3 separate regions of the Gossypium hirsutum genome follow, and regions 2 and 3 are each linked to region 1. Evidence: chromatin contacts called from public Hi-C data. All regions are on one chromosome and are shown on one strand. Each heading gives the region's core, a stretch centred on a gene start, on an enhancer-like site or on the middle of the called end of the contact. The rest is flanking DNA. Distances are from core to core; before and after follow the strand shown.

Evidence for each region. Hi-C and Micro-C count contacts between places; a contact is called where the count stands out from the background.
Region 2: a contact with region 1 is called in a Hi-C map of leaf, with 2.0 times the contacts expected there. The contact joins the promoter of LOC107891983 here to the promoter of LOC107891978 in region 1.
Region 3: a Hi-C map of fibers shows a contact between it and region 1, with 2.2 times the contacts expected there. The contact joins the promoter of LOC107891980 here to the promoter of LOC107891978 in region 1. A contact is called at or near these places in 6 of 34 Hi-C or Micro-C datasets (callus, fibers, leaf and 1 more).

The regions. Positions count from the first base shown.
Region 1 is chrD09:26,300,326-26,304,802 of Gossypium_hirsutum_v2.1, forward strand. LOC107891978 reads right to left here and starts at 1,936. Exons shown (of 3, transcript XM_016816919.2): 1 at 1,031-1,936; 2 at 1-93. The coding sequence starts at 1,192.
Region 2 is chrD09:25,878,959-25,883,435 of Gossypium_hirsutum_v2.1, forward strand. It overlaps LOC107891983 (PR5-like receptor kinase), which reads right to left and starts at 2,329. Exons shown (of 5, transcript XM_016816931.2): 1 at 1,653-2,329; 2 at 1,362-1,468; 3 at 1,236-1,265; 4 at 1-925. The coding sequence starts at 2,329. It overlaps LOC107891984 (rust resistance kinase Lr10), which reads left to right and starts at 2,768. Exons shown (of 5, transcript XM_016816935.2): 1 at 2,768-2,896; 2 at 3,011-3,295; 3 at 3,398-3,667. The coding sequence starts at 2,869.
Region 3 is chrD09:25,947,022-25,951,498 of Gossypium_hirsutum_v2.1, forward strand. It overlaps LOC107891980, which reads right to left and starts at 2,065. Exons shown (of 9, transcript XR_005918586.1): 1 at 1,585-2,065; 2 at 789-1,181; 3 at 589-691.

The DNA of each region.
Region 1 (4,477 bases), core at 686-3,185:
ACTGAGAGTGATTGCTATCGTGGCCAAAAGTGTCGACGCCATTATGTTGTTGCGTATTGTTTGTACTGCTAGAACACCATTTTTCAACGGATCCTGAAACATCAACGACAATATCATGCTTAGTACAAGCACAGTGACATTCTATGGAAACAGAAAATGTTTCCATATTGTAATGTGTTCTGGATTTATCAAATTCAGACCAGCGAAGGATGCTACATTCTTTTAATAAAAGAACTACAAATCATCATGTTAAGCTCATTAAAAGAGAGACAACAAAAAGGCATGTCGTGATTTGGGAGCTATCTGTTTCTGCAATCTCACAAGCAGCTCAGAAGTATATTTATTTATTTTTCTATTGATGAAACAACAGCATCTATAGCATCAACATTTAGCAATTGACGAGAAATATTGTTACTTTTACTACTTGAATGTGACTTCTATAAGGAATGATTACACTTGAATGTGTTCCACTCAAACCATTTGTAATCGCTCCTTTTTGTTCAAGTCATTAAACTCTTCGTCATTTCTTCTGACTTTTATTAACTTTTCAACCTCTAGTGGCAAGTATATTGAAAGCATCAATTAACCAATTGAGCCAAAAGGAAGGAAATACACCAAAAGTTTAACTAGTCATTGGCTCATCAAGCTCTCCCCAAATCAGCCACAAGAAAGCAAATTCAAAGAGAAACCAGCATAATAAGTACTGTGTCTTTCGTTTATTCTTGCTTTTGTGATACTCAAAACAGTAGATTTACACTTAAACAGTTATTACATTATTTCCATTCTGAAAGATTGTAAGATATTTGTACGAAACAGATCAGGCCACCTTCAAAGTTAAATACTTCACTCCCTAAAGTCATAGAACAATATAAAAGTTGAGAACTCTACAGCCTACAAATATAATGATGTTCCTAACAGGTTTTGATCCCATAGGTACAGAAATTCCAAAACTTTGAAAAGAACCCATTACTCAAAATTAATCTAAATAACAAATGGCAGAAGAGAGAGAGAGAGAGAGAGAGAGACTGACAGACATCATGGAGACAACCCATTGGTGACGAGACTGGGCATTTAAGCCGATGACAGTCCTTGTAGGGTGCTTGATAATGGTACAAAGAAGCCATAGATGATAGAGAGAAAGCAGCAGCAGTCCCAATGGAACCAGTACGTAATCCAACTTATCTTGTTCCATGATTCTTCTTTTTCTTCCTTCTTCTGCGAGGTTTGAGGATCCTTAGCCGGTAACACAAACAAGAAAATGCAATCGATTATTTGCCAATTATCAAACAAATCTCTATTCCCTTCTACAAGCCCTATAAGCTAATTTTACTGACAGAGATCTCAAAAACTCTGCTTATTTATATATATAACTGCAAAACTCATTTACTGTATAGAATATTGATTCCAATTAGAACTTTTATTTAAGTTACCGACTTCAACTAGAATCGTATATGAACCTGGCATCCAAAAATAACTCGACAGCATATAATCCGGAGGCAGTCCCTGTAAGAACCAAATCTTATCAATTGAACCAATCACTGTCGGCTCGAAACTCAATGTGATTTCGGATACCATGGGGTGTAAAAAAAGGGTTAAATTCAATTTTTAATTTTAATTACATAATAAATATTATTTTGAACAATAAATATTTTATTAAATAGTTTTAATTTTAAATTTTAGATTCTTTATTTAAAAATACAAGTTCTTTTTTATATAAAAAAAAAGGAAAATAAAACCCTTGAACCTCACTGAAAAGTACTGATGATAAAGGACATCATGGACAGTGTCCTGCTATTTTTTTAACTGTATAAAGAAATAGAAGAATGCGTACTCTTTTGGGGGGCTTCTTTTTATTGGGAAATTTAATGTAGGACAATAATGCAAAGAACATGACAGCAAATAAAAAATAAATGGAAATTTGATTAAACTAGAACACAAGTTGTAACTTCTAACTTGCTTGTCTATAATATACTTCTTCCTTATTTGGCCTCATTGCTTGTATCAAAATATAACTACAATGATGGTATCAAAATAAATAATAAATTAGTGATGGTATATAAAAATATATAATACATGTACTCTAAATCATATAAACGACATCATTGTTAAGAAGGATAATCACGAATTTTAAATATGAATCCTAAAAACAGATATGAATACCAAATTTAAAATAATCATATATAGTATTTTTTTTAGAGAGGGATTCACTTATATCCTTTTGTATTTTTTGTACGATTAATATCTTAATAATTCTATTATTAGATTTAACACTTCATTCATATAAATTATGTATATCAAATTTGATGTAAATTAAAATTTTCTAACGATTTGTTTTATAAAAAAAATTAACTGTTGAATATATATCAATATATAAAGTATTTTAGATCGAGATGATAGAGATATTAGATCAATTCGAAAATTTATATGTATGACAAATATAATTATATCGATAAATTCAACTGTTAAATCATTAAAATATTAAAAATTTTATACCGGGGTAAGTCAACCTTCCTTCTTTTATTTTTAGATAAATAATTAAACAAATTCCAAACTTTTTTTGGTAGAAAATAAAGCTTAAGAAATGCCTAAAATTCGAGTGAAGCTAATGTATTTCATCTACTTCTAGCAGTGAACAATGAATATTCTCCTCCAACAAATATCTCACATAATACGGTGGATCAAAAAGGACCACTATCCGATCAATTCCATCTCCCATTATCTTAAATAGACAATCAACAGCTTTATTACTGTCCCTTATAAAATGCAGAAAATTTACTTACCAAATTTTAATACATCATTAGTGAATCATCCTGATTTCGCCAACATTACTAACCGCTGCTAAACCATTCCGAATAACGTGAATTAACAGTGCATTATACTTTCCAACAAACAAATTCCAAACCTTTTAAGTTAGATTCACCCTTTGATTAAATGAACCATAAATTATTCAATAATTGCTTTCAGTAAAAAGGTATAGTGAAAAAAGTCAAAACATCAAATTTGCTGATCTGGTCATGTGTCAAAAAAGAGTTGGAGTTAATATATTTAGGTATGTCATGTTCAATTATTTTGGCGTTTCTTAATAATTGCAGCACCATCTCCTTTAATAACTATTTGTTTAAAGCTTTTTTTGAGCTATTACCACGTTATCTTAATTTAATAAATTTGGTTTGATAATGATTTTTATTAGTATAATGTGCAATATTAAATTTGTTTTAAATGGAAAGGTAATTTGGTTGATGGCATCAAGCTTGAAAATTATTCCTTTTAACTTGGGTTGGGTTTGATTAAAGATTTAATTAAACAAAAAAACTCCTAGATAAAGGTAGAAAAAATATTGTAACATATCTACTACGGCCGGATCTTGTCTAATTGTTTAATATCAAAATTACTTTTAAAAATATTATCTTCTTTTAGGTTGGAATAATCCATTCTTAAGGAGGATCTATCTTTTCTCAAGAAAAACAAAAACTTTTAAACAACTTTTAAAGATCATTCAACGTATAATTTGAGTGGGCTTGAGAGGCATATATTTAGGTGAGACTGAATCAGAGAAGATTCAATCTTTATTAGTGTAGTACTTATGTGTTGTCTTAGTCATATGAATACATCACATCTATATTCTTTTTACTCATCTATTATTAGTCCCAAATTATTTTATCATAACTCATATTTTTAATAGGACCAGTTTTAGTATTGACCATGAGCTTATTAGAGTCCTTTGAAGAAGACTTTGGCATAGAAGGTAAAAGTTCCTACAAGATGAACATTGACTACGACCATCGAAGCTTTTTTTTTTGTGATGCTTAAATCAACCACGGGTGTATCTTAATGTAAGAGGAAATTGTTGGAAAATATGGACATCACATATATAATAAGAGTAATTACATGTTATTATTTACTATTATGATAGGTTAGCCCAAATTAAAAGTGATCTAGTTTGGTTAAAATTTCATTGCGCTTTAATTATTAGATAAAATATGGGTCAAATATGTGTAGATACTCTAGTAATTAAGTTCTAATCAATTTCTAATTAATGAGAGGCTAATTAAGAATTGGGACTATGTGCCAAAGTTATATATATTAGGGTTATGGTCTCCAAATTGCACACAAGATAACTTTTCTAATATCTCATCCTTAGGAAAGAGAGAGCAAATATTCTTTGAATTTCTTGTGTGCTAATTTGGAAGATCAAATCTCCAATATTCGAAAAACTTTAAGGAATTCATGGATTCAAGTACGCTTCCGCATCTAGTTTTGTTCTTGATTTATTTGTAATGATTTGATATGATAGATCCTGGTTTATTAAGTTTTATTTTAGATTTATTTTACAAATCTAACAAGTGGCATCCGAGCTTTGTCATGTTGAATCATTGAGAATGAATTAATTCTTTATTATTTTTGGATTGATTCGTTTTTCTTTTTTAATTTTATGGATTTGATATCTCAATTATACATTATGTTGAATCTTTAAGAT
Region 2 (4,477 bases), core at 1,079-3,578, 420 kb before region 1:
AAAGCAACTATGATCATTTTCCTTACAGTTTTCTTTTGGCTCTCAGTGGCATCTTCGACTTCTAAATCCTCCCCTCTATCAAATCGGTCATAAATCCAAGAAGGAAAATATATTTCACTAGATTGTCTGGCTTGTGCATTCAAATTCCTTCTCCTTCCTGCCATTTCCATTAACAACATTCCGAAACTGTAAACATCAGCCTTATGTGTGATATTCCCAATGTTCTTGTAAAACAATTCTGGAGCAATATATCCGAGAGTACCTCGTGCTGCAGTGAGAGACACTATACTGTTATCTATAGCATGCAATTTTGCAAGACCAAAATCTGAGACTTTTGGGGTGAAGTTTTCATCTAGAAGAATGTTATGTGGTTTGATATCAAAATGTAAAATCTGCATATCACATCCCTGGTGCAAGTATTCTATTCCTTGAGCCACTCCGATCGCAATCTCAAATACTTTTTCCCAACTCAAACTGATGTCCTTTTCTTTTGAAAATATGACCTTATCTAAAGAACTATTTGGCATAAAATCATAAACAAGAGCTTGTTTCGATCCTTCTACACAAAAACCAACAAGTCGTACCACATTAACATGATGAATCCTTCCAATGGTAGCAACTTCATTGATAAAATCTTTACCTTGAGATTTTGACAATTCTAACAACTTTATTGCAACAAGATGACCGCTTCGAAGCTTTCCTTTGAATACAGATCCAAAACCACCCTGCCCTAATTTATCTTTAAAAGATTCTGTCATTCTCTTTATGTCTGAATAAGAATACCGTATGGGCATTAACTTGTTTTGCATTCGAAGAAATTCTTCAATTGTATCATCCACACACAAGTGTCTTCTGCGAAACTTAAATACTACAACTATAATCAAGCTTGAAACCCCGATTAAAGTTCTAATAGCAATAGCAACTCCTGTACAAGAAAATCAGTAATACAAAGGCATCAACATAAAAAGCATAAAGGCAAAAAATTCTTGTTTTATCTGAATTAGAGTAATGTTGATTCCACACTGACTTTAAAAACTCAATTAATGACTTTTTAAGTTATTATAGATGATAGAAAAAAATTGTATGTCAGGTCCATGAAAGAAATTGAAATTAAAGAAATAAAAATTATGTATTTTATCCACAAGTTATAATTATATAATGAAAACCAATGATTGATTATATTAATGGTCGCATAATTAGAAAAAAAAAAAAGTGTTGGTAAAATTGATTCTCACCTGTTAGAATAAGGAAGACAACCTGAGTCCCTGTCAAGTGAAAATGAGTGAAGATTAGTAATTCTAAAGCAAGAAATAAGGGAATTCCAACAAACTAAATTAATGGAAGGCTGAAAAGCAGCATACTTGAAGTGTAATAATAAATATAAGTGTCCTGCGATGGAAAGGCGTGGGCAAAAAATATTCGAAAGCTATTGAAGTAATTGTAGAGGATGAACTTCAACCGCCATAATCTACATTTCAAAGACTAATTCAATAAATAAAATGTTCGTTTTTCCATAAAGTAAAAAAGGAAATTTATCATTGTTGAGAAATTCGATTTCTTTAGGAGCAATTATTGAAGTATGGTGGACACTTCAAAGACTCCCCTCAACAACATTGGCAACATAAAATTGATTGATTGTTGTGAAGTGTTACATTTTGGCAAGTGTGATGTTGTTGCTGGAACGGGGCGTGTATGCGCATGCCCATGGCACGTCATAACCCATGAGAAGCTCCCGGTGAATATCGAAAATAGATAGACGACGCAGAGCGCTGATGTTAGAAGACTGCAACCGAACGGGTCTCGGCACCTGGATTTCCACGGTGCAAGACTCATCAAAACCAGTGGCGTTCAGCGAGTCGGCGCTAAATAAAGCATAAAAGTAAGGGTAGGGAGAGGAGGCGTTCGCGCAAGGAGCGGCGTCGACGTAGAGAGAAGAGGCCATGGGTGCTCGGCAACTCACAAAATAGATAAAATCAGTAACTTCTCGGCATACAGGGGATTTAGGAAGAATGGAGCATTGTTTAGCGTCCAGACTCTGATCCACCAATCGAATTGTTCCAGAGCCATCATAAAAGATGCCTGCAACGTAGAAACCCAAATTGTTGCTCAAAAAGGTGCGGTTATTTTGGCAAATCAGTTCATAGGAAGGATGGCCACACTGGGGAGGGTCGGCTTTTAATCTGAAAGGGAACCTGATGTTGGTTAAATTTCCGCAGGAAGAGGGGTTACAGCCTACACTTGTGAGTCGTCTTGCACCATTAACAGCTTCAAAAAATGAGAAAGCAGCAAGGGAAAGCAAGCCTAATGTTGCTGCAACTTTTGTTAACATGTTAGAATTTAATAAGCCAAAAGAAGAAGAAGAATGACGAGAAGATGATAAACGTAAATCCTCCCAATCACTTGCCCAAAAGAAGTTTACAGTTTAGTGAAGATGTTGGTCGCTTTGTTTGATTGCAATGGGAGCGTATAGCTGTACGTGTACGCGTTTGCAGTTCATATAAGTCAATATATCAGGCCAAGAGAGCTTGGAATTTTCCAAGCACTAGGACTACAAAAGCCCAGTCATGCCAACCGCATCAAGTCTTTGGTTTAATTTCTTTCCTTCAATTAATACCTGAAATTAAATTGGTTGACTCTGACTTCCACATTCCTCATTTTGCTTTTTGCTTTTTTGGATATCTACTAATTTCACCTGTCTTATACCCTTTCCATTTCAGAGTTGATCAGCTGAGTGAATTTTATCCATTCTTTTTGGCTTTGTAGGTTTTTCATCTATAGTGCTTTGTAGTTTGATTAATTGAACTGAACTGGATCTGAGGCATATATTATTTTTTACTGGATCTGAGGCATATATTACTTTTTACGCGTATGCAGTTTGAAACAGTCCAATCCAAAGGTAGGCAAGCAGGCAGCTTGGAATTTTCTTAGATATCTGCATGCAATAATAAATGCTAAAACCACAAACCACATCTCTTTGCTTTTCTAAGCTTATCCTACCCCAAGTTAACAGGGATGATGTTCCTTCTCCTTGTTGCCTTCATGTTGATGGTGGATGAAGGTGGTGTAGCAGCACTAGATTCTGAAAAATGCAAGGTCACAAACTGCAAACGCTACGGCCCACCTGTCCGATTTCCCTTCTGGTTAAAAGACCAGCGCTGTGGCTACCCTGATCCTGGCTTCCAACTCTCCTGCTCCCAAAATAAACAGACCATGCTCCACCTGCCACGGTCAGTGAAGATGGCGGTCCAGTATATAGATTACGAAAAACAGACAATTGACGTATCTGGTCCGGATGGTGAGACTTGCCTCTATCAGCAGCTTCCTTCTCTCAATTTATCAGCATCCCCGTTCATATTCTTCGAACAACTACAAAACATTACCTTGTTCAATTGTTCAGAAAAGTCAGACAAAGATAGCTATGGAGTCGATGCCTGTCCAATTATAGCTTTACCTTCCGATACTCGCAACAACTTTAACCTCGTCAATTGCACCAAATTTGTTGACATCTCAGCAGTTCCTCGATATTTTGAATTTGGTATTCGCTTACAATGGTCCAAACCCTTGTGCCTTGAATGTGAAGCACAAGGAAGAAGTTGTAGACTGAAGAATGTTAGTACACCACCTCAAACAGAGTGTTATGACACCCCCAAACCCAGCACCCAAACAGGTACATGCCCTTCTACTTCAACTGTCTTGTTTGTTTCTTGGCTGCTTTACACTTACGCATGTTATAATTAGTTTACCAACTTACTTATGTTTTCAATTATTTACTTTTACAAGTTTAAAAACTAAAACCAGTAGTGAATGAAAAGCTACAAATTTGTAAACCAACTAGTTACTCCTTCAATGAGAATAATTTGCGAGTACAATTACATTTTATTCTGAACAATAAGTTACATTTGGTTTTTGGTTTATTTGCAACCTACTATACGTATAATTACATATTTAGTGATAGTTAACCTTATACTATATACTAGTTTATGAACTTAAACCAATAATTTGACACGTTTAAGAGTCCAGGCTGGGTGAGTTAAAAGTGGAGTTCATTGTTTACTGAAGAAACCTTAATTGATTTTACAAGAATTTTGGCTATACTTCACTCTCTTATTAAATCAAGAAAGTTAAATAGGTCATAATAAATTTAAAAAGCTTTTCCAGGAATTAAACACAGGAACTTCTAAAACGCAGCAGTTAATTTACAGCTTCACTATGCTTTATTTGTGTATTTATATTTCTTTTTGTATCATAATTATATTTTATGTTTACATAAACTGACACCTTAATTACTCATATTATATGAATTCTAACACACTCCGAGTATTAAATTATTTGGTCCTATCTCTTGTGCTAAGATCATCCTGCTCTTGATTTATGATTAGAATGTTAAAAACTCATAATTTTATTGTTCCCTACCAATCTCACTATATATAACTCCTGTTTTCTTCCTCATCCCCTGATACCATAGTAACACTAACTT
Region 3 (4,477 bases), core at 815-3,314, 350 kb before region 1:
CTCTTTTGGACTTATACAGCAACGATTTTGATTCCATCTAAGGGCCTTAAAGAGTTCAAAATTAATTGGCTCTACTCATAAAGGACTCAAAATAATCCTGGTTGACATGCTTTAGCTGTGATAATTAAAACGTAACAGTTTGAACTCTTAGATCAGCCTCAATAAGCAAAATAAAAAAGTTCAAGCATCAGATAGTTGAACCAAGCGTAGCATTTTCTTTTGTGAGTTTAACCAATATTATCAGTACCTAGATCAGCATAATTTGTGCACAAAGTTTTCCATTCTTTTATCTATAAATAAATTTGCTGTTAAAATGTTTAACCGGTCTAAGAAGTGATTATAAACTGTTTACAAGTCTATTTCAGTCGGTACTGTGTCCAAAGGAAATGAAATTCAAGTTGGTCTTAGCTTCAAAATGCTAAATAAATTCTAATCATAACAGAACAGAGAAATTAAACATGCAGTTATGTGTTAATATAGCAAACTGTTTTGCAATACGAAAAAGGTAATAGCCAAAAGGATATGCAGTAATAGGTTTTACATAGGTCATAAATGTAGATGAACAAGCAAGTTTTTACAGAATCTTACCACATCGTGATAGCATCGCATATAGCAAGATACCGCGCATAGAATGACCAATTGCAAGTAACTTGCCATCCTTTGGTTCACTCTTATCCTTTATGTATTCCATCTAAGATAAAAATTTTAGTTTAACAATACTCAAGTTAGTTGTCATGGCTTACGAATTGCCAGCTGGTGTACGCATCGCATAAGGGATGGCACCTCACCGCAGCAGGGACGTCTTCTTCTAGGTAGTTGTCAAAGTCCCAATCATACTTGGAAATAAGATCAAGTTGTTTCTGCATATCTTTTAGTGCTGTAGAAATGCTGTTTTGCATATCAAAAGAACGTACTGGAGATGATCTTTCAGCTTCTTCAATTATATTTACAAGCTTTTCAACTAAATCCGTAATTTGACTGGAAAAAGCATATCTTTTTTCTGTTTCTGAAAAACTCTTATAATCTGTACCCTTACCATAAAAATCTTTCCTCTGAGAAATAGAATCTAAAGGGTCTTTATATTGTCCAAAATCCATTCCTTGTGTACTCAATCCAGCACCTCTGAGTTCAAGAATCCAGGTATCATATCCTTGACCGCACATGAAGCGTGCGAACGAGGACTGAACATGAATTTGCATCATCAATAGACTTAAAAACAAGAACCCCAAGAAAGCTAAAAGCCTAGAAATGACAATCCAATGGAAGAAACTCTATAAACAGAACAAGCATAACCCCACAAAGCCATAAGCTACGAAACCACAATCCAATGGAAGAAAAGTTAAGAACACCGAGAAATACAATTAAAAGCTAAAAAATTAATAACAAAAAGAAACCCATAAAAGCTATGAGGTTTAGAAAATTACAAACCCATCAAGGGTTCACCAACAGAAATAATTCAACGAGAGAAACAAAAACGAACCCAGACAAGGTCTTAGCTTTAAGAATCATAATCTCAGTAAGAAAAACAAAAAACCTCGTGATATTAGTTGCATGCAATGCAATGAGAAGAAAGAAAACGCTAACCTCAGGGGAAAGATCGTAAGCAATAGCATTGGTTCCTACGCCTGACAAAAGCATCAATGGATGATTCCTGGTTGGTGCCTGTGGAGAAGGAAGGTATCTCCAAAGAGCCACCTTCCATTCCGATTTGTCTACATGAACGTAGTGAAGCTCGTCAGCAGTACAGATATTTGGCTTCTTCTCCTTATCATTCTTGTAGTCTACGTTTCTCTTGAATGCAGCTTTGGTAAGAGCAGGCGACCGGGTCCTCCTGCGGCGAAATGAATATGGGAATTCGGGTACAGGGTCGGAGCGGGAAGGATTGAGGGAATCGAAATGAAGAATGGATTGGAATGGGAGAAGCATCATTGTATGAATATGAAATTTTCTTTCTATTCTTAATTTAGTTTCTTTTGTATTTGTGGTGTTTTGAATATTGCGGGAAAAGTTTGGCTACTCAGCCCATAAATTATGCCGTCAATGTTATAAAAAAAAAATAGACATTCCTTTTTTTTAGAAATTATAACATCAGAATTAAATATTCATATTAAATTAAATCCAATTCAAAAATTTTTAATTGTTCCATCTATTCTTAATTTAATTAATTGGTTTGGTTAGCTTTTGACACCCATTTAATAATATAATAAAAAGAGATAATTTATATAAAAAATTAATATGATTAATAGATGTAAATAATAATAGAAAAATAAATTTTTAACAAATATGAAATTTTACAACAATTTTTGCGGAAAGAAAGTGAAAATAGACAAGGTTTGTGTTAGATGAATGGGAAAGTTTGTGTTGGAAGTGAGTGATGTTGTCATGTTGGAGTGGAGTGGAGGCATTGATGTACTTGTTGGATACAAATTTGCCAAAAAGATTTAGATTTCGTAATTGAGTTGGGAAAGCTTGTGTTCATAAATTGATAACTGAAATGTGAAGAAAATGCTACATTCCAAAATTGGCTCACCTTTGTACTCATTCCCAACAACACATTCTAAACAAAAATCTGAATCTGCCTCCAAATTTATTTCAACCATACGATGTCTCCACCTCTCTATCATCACTGTAACAGGCCAAATTGGCCCGGGCCCGCACAAAACAAAGCAGGCAGTCAGTTCAGTTTTTGTAATAGTAGGCCTAAACCTATCTAAGGCCCAATTTACCCAAGCCCATATCAGCCTTAACCCAAAAAAAAAAGAACCCTAACAGCTTTTGCCCCAGCGCCGCATCACCCTGCTCACCACCCCTCCGCAAGCGCGCTCCGTACGCCAGCAGTACCTGCAGCAACAAACGCAAACAATACAACGAAGAAAAGGGAACAAAACAACAACAAAAAACAGAATAATTTCTTTTGATTTTGTTCATTTTTTTCTTTTCCATTTCGGCTATTTAAAGCCGTGAAAGATCAGTGAAAGGGGGGGGGAGATACTAAGATATACAGAGAAAAAAATTAAAGGAGAGATACAAAAAATTGTTCTTTGAATAAAGGTGATTTTTTCGTTCTATCTTCGTTTAATGTTCGTCATTTTTTTAGATCATTTGTTTGCTCAAAATATAAAGAAAGGAGAGAAGAGATCTTACCTTTTTCGTCGAAGTTGCCGGATTGTTGCCATCTCCGTCGCGATCGGAGCATTGGCACAGGCGAACGGCGGCGCAAAATGGGTTAAGAAGAAACCCTAGCAGTGCCATGGTTTTAAAAAAAGAATAAAATGATTTTTTTTTGCTTTGTTTTGTTTAATTAAAACTAAGAAAAAAACGGCGCCGTTTTAATGCCCAGACCCGCGCGTTGACCCGACCCGCAAATAGGGTCCGCGCGTTCTAGCCTGAATGGTCCATTTCCGAATTTGGTCCTTTAATTTTTAAAATCGTTTTTTTAAATCAGTTTTTGTTTCTTCTAAATGTGGCCGCACATCTTATTTTTGTTTCAAAATAGTCTCCATTGCGGCGCAGCGTTTTGGGGGCGGGATTATTTTCCCTTTTAGTCCCCTATTGTTGTTCGTACATTCAAGTTTGTCCTTTTTTATTTATTTTCGAAATCTACCCCATTTTTTGTTTTTTAAGTTCAACTTGGTCCATTTTTAGCTTTTTTATTTTTATTTTTATGTTGTTATCATTATACCATTATTTATTATCATGGTTATTATCATTATTTCTATATTCATACACGCATTGTTTTTTTTTATATAATATATATATGCATGTTTTTATATAATATACTCGAATGGTTTTTTTTATAATATATATATGCATCTTTTTATGTAGTATATGTATACCTATATATATTTTATACATTTTTTTATTTTATTTCTTAACTTCTATATACATATATATATACTTTTATATTTTAGTTTCATTTTCTTTTACTTCTATAAATATGTGTTTACGTATATTTCCATATATGTTTTATATATTGTTCTTCATTTTTTACACACATATATATATATATATATATGAATACACACACATTTTAGAATATACATATATAATTTAAATTAAAGTATTTGTTTCATGTTATATATTAACTTTTTCACATGCCTTTTAGAAAATATATATTTTTGTTGCGTCAAAGCATTAAAATCGTCATATTTTACAAATTTTCAAAATATTTGGCATTTATGATTCTTGAGAAAGATCGTGTCTTAACTAACTGGATTGCGATTATTTTTCGATGAATTTAGAAAGCCAAGTATTCATTTCGCAATAAATTCACAAATTTCAAATAAAAGCTTATTCTCGGGAATTCAAAAATGTCGGGTCCTAACTTACTGGTCATGACATTTTATTATCTCGAAATAAGAATTTCTAAAACAAAAGGCAATATTCGGTATTTTGAAGATTTAAAAATATTGTGCCCTAACTCACTGGGCGTGGTGTTTTATTTCTTTGAAATAAGAATGTTTTGTTATTTTGATTC